2 separate regions of the Sus scrofa genome follow, and region 2 is linked to region 1. The links are chromatin contacts, called in public HiChIP or PLAC-seq maps. All regions are on one chromosome and are shown on one strand. Each heading gives the region's core, a stretch centred on a gene start, on an enhancer-like site or on the middle of the called end of the contact. The rest is flanking DNA. Distances are from core to core; before and after follow the strand shown. Region 1 overlaps SRGAP2 (SLIT-ROBO Rho GTPase-activating protein 2). Region 2 overlaps SRGAP2 (SLIT-ROBO Rho GTPase-activating protein 2).

Region 1 (2,700 bases), core at 196-2,695:
CAAATCAATGGGGGAAAAGACAGCCCCTTTCAATAAGTGGAACCAGAAAAAATGGTCAGCCAGATGAAATACAAAATAAAATTTGATCTCTACCTCATATCATCCACAAAAATAAATTCCATATGTATTCTAGGTAGATATGTGAGAAGCAGAACTTTAAAACTTGGAAGAACACATGGGAGGATATATGATATCAGGAGAGGAAAGGTGATATGTATGTGCATTTTAAAATAAGTGCAAACAATCAAGGAAAAACCAGACCGATGTGAGTATACTAAAATTTAAGGAGTTCCCGTTGTGGCTCAGTGGAAACGAATCTGACTGGTATCCATGAGGACGCAGGTTCAATCCTTGGCCTTGCTTAGTGAGTTAAGGATCTGGTGTTGCCATGAGCTGTGGTGTAGGTCGCAGACGCAGCTCGGAATCTGGTGTTGGCTGTGGCATAGGCCAACAACCGCAGCTCCAATTTGACCCCTAGCCTGGAAACTTCCATATGCCATGCAGGTGTGGCCCTAAGAAGACATAAATAAATAAATATTTAAACTATCTTATGCAATCAAATGTCCTGATTGTGATAATGTACCAGAGATTTGCAAGATGCTAACCACTGGGGGAAACTAATTAAAGGATATATATATATATAAAAACCTCTCTATTATTTCTAATGGCCTCATGTGAATGTATAGTTATCTCAAAATAAAATGTTTCCCAAAAGATCATAAAAACAAAAACCGAAAAGGCCTGAAATCACACTGCCCTGCTGGGGTACCATTCAGAGGTTAAAAAAGATAAAGTATGGAAAGTCACTTTCCAGACTGCCAGGTGCCATCACTATCCTCCTCCACCAGCCTCATCAACGTCACTCATTGTCAGACTCTCAACCGAGCTTTCTATATCCCTGCACTGTGGTCCTATCTCTGTATTTGTGTCATCGATCCATTGCTTTGAATAGACCAGCTCCTTGAAAACCAAAACCTCACTACTTACCTCCATATGCTCACAACCTAGGGCATACCAAGCTCATAGTAGGTATTAAAAAAAAATTGGTGCTGGAGTTCCCGTTGTGGCGAAGTGGTTAACGAATCCAACTAGGAACCATGACGTTGTGGGTTTGATCCCTGGCCTTGCTCAGTGGGTTGGGGAGCTGGCATTGCCATGAGCTGTGGAATACGTTGCAGACGCGGCTTGGATCCTGCGTTGCTGTGGCTGTGGCGTAGGCCGGTGGCTACAGCTCCGATTGGACCCCTAGCCTGGGAAAACCTCCATATGCGGCGGGAGCGGCCCAAGACATGGCAAAAAGACAAAGAAAAAAAAAAATGGGTGCTGGAGTGAAGTGTTGCTCATGATTTCCTTATTCAATGAGAAGTGGACCACAACTGGTGGCAGTGAGGAGGGACGGGAACTGGGAGGAACAGGCCAGCAGCCATGAGCCAGGCCTTACAAGTTTCGTCAATTACCTCCTCCTTCCCTGAGCCACCGAAAACCCAAACGAAGCAAAAGTCTGTACAGAGGGTGTGGCAGCAACAGCAAAAACACGAGTTCAATTCATCAGGCCTCCTTTTTTTCTTTTTTTAAATCCTGTTTCAAGCTCTGCAAATGAAGGAATTGACCATTTCTAGTTTGGGTCAGTGGAACAAGATGGAAAGGGAGGCTGTGGTGTTACTCTTCTGGAAAAGAAGTTAAAGGTTAGCTGACAGCCCTTTTCCTGAAATGATTAGCCTGAAAATTTGCCCGGAGGGAGGTGCAGAAGAATGTTCTAAAATGATCTGTCAGGGGAGTTCCTGTTGTGGTGCAGTGGAAACAAATCCCAACTAGGAACCATGAGGTTTCGAGTTAGATCCCTCACTTCACTTCGCTCAGTGGGTTAAGGATCCCATATTGCCATGAGCTGTGGTGTAGGTCACAGATGCAGATTGGATCCTGCGTTGCTGTGACTGTGGTGTCAGCCAGCATCTGCAGCTCTGACTGGACCCCTAGCCCGAGAACCTCCATATACTGAGGATGTGACCCTAAAAAGCAAAAAAATAAAAAAATAAAAAAAATTAAAAAAAAAATGATCTGTCAGGATCTCTCCGAGACCTTGCTCTCTCCCTGGGCAAACAAATTTGGCTTGCAGGGTGGGGAGGGGGTTCCCACGCCCTGAAAACAATGCTAGCTCCTTACTCCTCCTCCAAATAGTTTTCAGGCATTAAAAAAAAAAAAAAAAAAAAAAAAAAAAAAAAAAAAAGCACAAGCGAGTGCTTTGCTGTGCCTAATGTTATCGGATAATTTTTCAAATTCTTACTCAATTACATATCACGCTCTTATCTGCCATCTCCACAGGCCAAATAGCCCTGCTTTCACATCACTGAGCCTGCAGAACATAAGTATCGCTCCCAAGTAATTCCAGCTCTCATAAACATGAGATCGTTTTACATTAAGTTCTGTAAGAGAGTGTGAGTGTGTGTGTGTGCGCACGCGCGCGTGCCCACAAGTGCCTTGTCTCCTCTGAGGAACAGGGAAAAAAGACTTGGACTTGGGGCACTGGAAGGTTAAAAACTTGGGAGGTTTGTTTCTGCCTGGATGATGATTAACTCTTTTTGCTGCTGGATCCAGAAAAGCTAGCTAGCATTTCTGGATTGGCAGTCGTGCTCCCTGGCCCAAGAGGGGAAAGCAAGCTCACGGGCACACATTTACTGTCAGAAAAGAACCAACTGGCCC
Region 2 (2,700 bases), core at 132-2,631, 78 kb before region 1:
AGCACAACGAAATGGCAAATAAACCAGATCAATATTAAAAACCAGATCCTAAATCCCTAGAGAGCTGGCACTGGAGGACTGACTTCATTTTGTGTAGGACCCAGCTTGGGATATGGCACTGGCACAAGTTGAGTTCCACCAGTCTGAACCAAGCCCCTACGAGCTGTCAGGAAAAGAGACAAACGAAGATGACTATAGAGGGTCATGAGATTCATCTGGACTTTAAAGGGAACTTCCTGTTGGAAAAATGCAGTTTTGTTCTCCAGTCTGGAGTTCTTAGGAGAGGTCAAGTCTGGAAGAAGACATCTGTGAGCCATCAGCAGCTAGACAGGAGTATGGAGTTAGCCATGAAAGTACATGCAAGGAGTTCCTGTTACGGTGCAGCAGTAACGAACATGACTAGTATCCATGTGGACTCGGGTTTGATCCCTGGCTTTGCTCAGTGGGTTAAAGGATCCAGCTTTGCCGTGAGCTATGGTGTAGGCTGCAGATGCAGCTTGAATCCTGCGTTGCTGTGGCTGTGTGGCAGGCCAGCAGCTGCAGCTTTGATTCGATACCTAGCCTGGGAACTTCCAATACTGTGTGTGCAGCCCTGAAAAGACAAAAAGAAAAAGAAAGAGAAGGAAAGAAGGCGTTCCTGTCATGGTACAGCGGAAATGAATCTGACTAGGAACCATGAGGTTGAGGGTTCGACCCCTGGCTTCGCTCAGTGGGTTAGGGATCTGGCATTGCTGTGGCTGTGGCATAGGCCGGCAGCTGTAGCTCCGATTCGACCCCTAGCCTGGGAACCTCCATATGCCGCTGGTGCGGCCCTAAAAAGCACACACACAAAAATAAAATAAAACAAAATAAAAGACAGAAAAGAAAGAAAGTGCATGCAGCTGCCTAAAGAAAGCACGTAGCATGAAAGAGTAGACCTAAGCCTGGGGCCACCCCCATTTAGGTGGAAAGCAAAAGAGGAGACAGGAAGTAGACTGAGAATGAAAAAAGATATACAAAGGTGCACATCTTTGCACTTACACAAAGGTGTAACTGCAAATTACTTAATGATAGTGGGGCAAAGAGTTTGCTCACCTTGGCAAAGAGCCTATCACAGTTGAGAGTTGGCTACACATCACTCAAGATGAATACAAGTGTCTGGCTGGCGGGCTGGGTCAGCCCATACCGCTCCAGTTGCAATGGCTGTCCCCGTCCTTCAGTTGTTGGGAGGGCTGGCCTGACAGTGTCTCGCCTTGTACCTGTGCACGTCTCTCCAGTCCCACCCCGGGGTTTCCCTACTGCCACTAAGGCGTGAGATTTGGAGGGATCTGCTCAGTCACCAGCCATGCTATGAAGACGCATAAGGGAAGTTGAAGCTCCATGATGTCAACCCTGACTAATAGGAGATGGGAGCTGGCAAATGAAATCTTCCCCTTCCTTCCCCCAGCGGACTGTTCAGAGATGTAGTGGTTTCACATATTTTCTCTGACGATGTCCCACAAAACCAAAGAGTCAGCCTCTCTTGAAGCTGTGGGCAACCTATAAGCAGCCCTTAGATCTCTCCTTACCTCTTTTTCTCACTTCCCTTTCCCCCCATTCCTGCTTCCTGGCGATGGCTCGCACAAATCAAGCGCAAGCTTTTGCCTCAAGAGCTCTCTTTTCCTAGCGAACCCGACTAAGACACTTACCATGTGCCAGGCACTGTTCCAAATGCTGGAGAGATCATCTTTTCCTCGATGAAATTTATTCCCCAGTGAAAGTAGCCACTTGGTAAAGCCTGGAGACGAGCTAATGCTATTTCAAGAACTCAATGCATTTGTGAAGTGATTTGGTTGGTTATGAGAACTGGTTTAGTTGGCTACATTTTGTCCTCCGTGGAAAGGTAAGCTGTCTCTACAAAAGCTACGGGCAGGTGTTTCATATACAATCAATAGTGATCACAGATGCCATTTACTAAATACTTTCTATGTGACTCATAGGAAGTTGAGACAACATTCACGTATAAAAGTATATTATCTTACGTAATCCTCGAAAAGTCCCAGTGGGATAAGTTTGCAGTAAAGCAGAGTGGTTAACAGCACAGACTTTGCATTCGGAAAGACCTGGCTTTAATTCTAGCTCTGCCACATGCTAGCTGTATATCCTTGAATAAGATACTTAATCTCTCTAAGTCTGTTCCATTACTTATAAAATGGAGTTTGTAAGAGCAGCCACCCCAGTGGATTGTTATAAAGAGTAGAAGAGATAATGCAGATAAAGTGTTTATTATATGCTGGGTATCCAGTCAGATTCCATTATAAGTCAACCATAATTCTTCCCACTGCGCAGATGGTGGCCACCGAGGTTGAGAGAGCTCATTAACTGCCTGAAGTCACTCAGATAGTTACAGATCACAACAGGATCGAAATCTAGATGTGTTTAATTCCAAAATCCGTGCTCTTAACCACTCTCCTACATTTTTAAAAATTCAGCTGCAATAGGGAGTCATTTGGTTGCCTTTTATACTGAAGTCCCATAGTTCTAGGATGAAGTTGGCAATACTGATTGGGTAACAAAAAAGATCCCTGAATTTCTCCAACTTCTCCAACACAAGTCCTCATTCTCACTGCTTTATCTCTGAATGTTTAAGTATTTGTGTTGGAGTGGAGTGGGAAAAAACCTTTATATCACTTCTTCTTGAAGGAAACATAAGCAAAAAGTCCATGCCCACCTAGAGAGCTA

What was found. HiChIP or PLAC-seq counts read pairs in DNA pulled down with a chosen protein or histone mark.
Region 2: an H3K27ac HiChIP or PLAC-seq map of alveolar macrophages shows a contact between it and region 1. The contact joins two enhancer-like sites. A contact is called at or near these places in 2 of 47 Hi-C or Micro-C datasets (omental adipose tissue and skeletal muscle) and 2 of 2 datasets of contacts at active chromatin or transcription factors (alveolar macrophages and skeletal muscle).

Annotation. Positions count from the first base shown.
Region 1 is chr9:66,855,921-66,858,620 of Sscrofa11.1, reverse strand. The region is part of intron 2 of SRGAP2 (SLIT-ROBO Rho GTPase-activating protein 2); the gene reads right to left. Among named protein-coding and RNA genes, the nearest start is that of FAM72A, 17 kb to the right of the region's middle. Within about 2 kb of position 1,445, at least 10 of the 83 cell types and tissues checked have an H3K27ac peak or open chromatin away from gene starts, as enhancers often do. A contact at or near this core is called in alveolar macrophages, where this site is marked.
Region 2 is chr9:66,934,247-66,936,946 of Sscrofa11.1, reverse strand. The region is part of intron 2 of SRGAP2 (SLIT-ROBO Rho GTPase-activating protein 2); the gene reads right to left. Among named protein-coding and RNA genes, the nearest start is that of FAM72A, 96 kb to the right of the region's middle. Within about 2 kb of position 1,381, at least 6 of the 83 cell types and tissues checked have an H3K27ac peak or open chromatin away from gene starts, as enhancers often do. A contact at or near this core is called in alveolar macrophages, where this site is marked.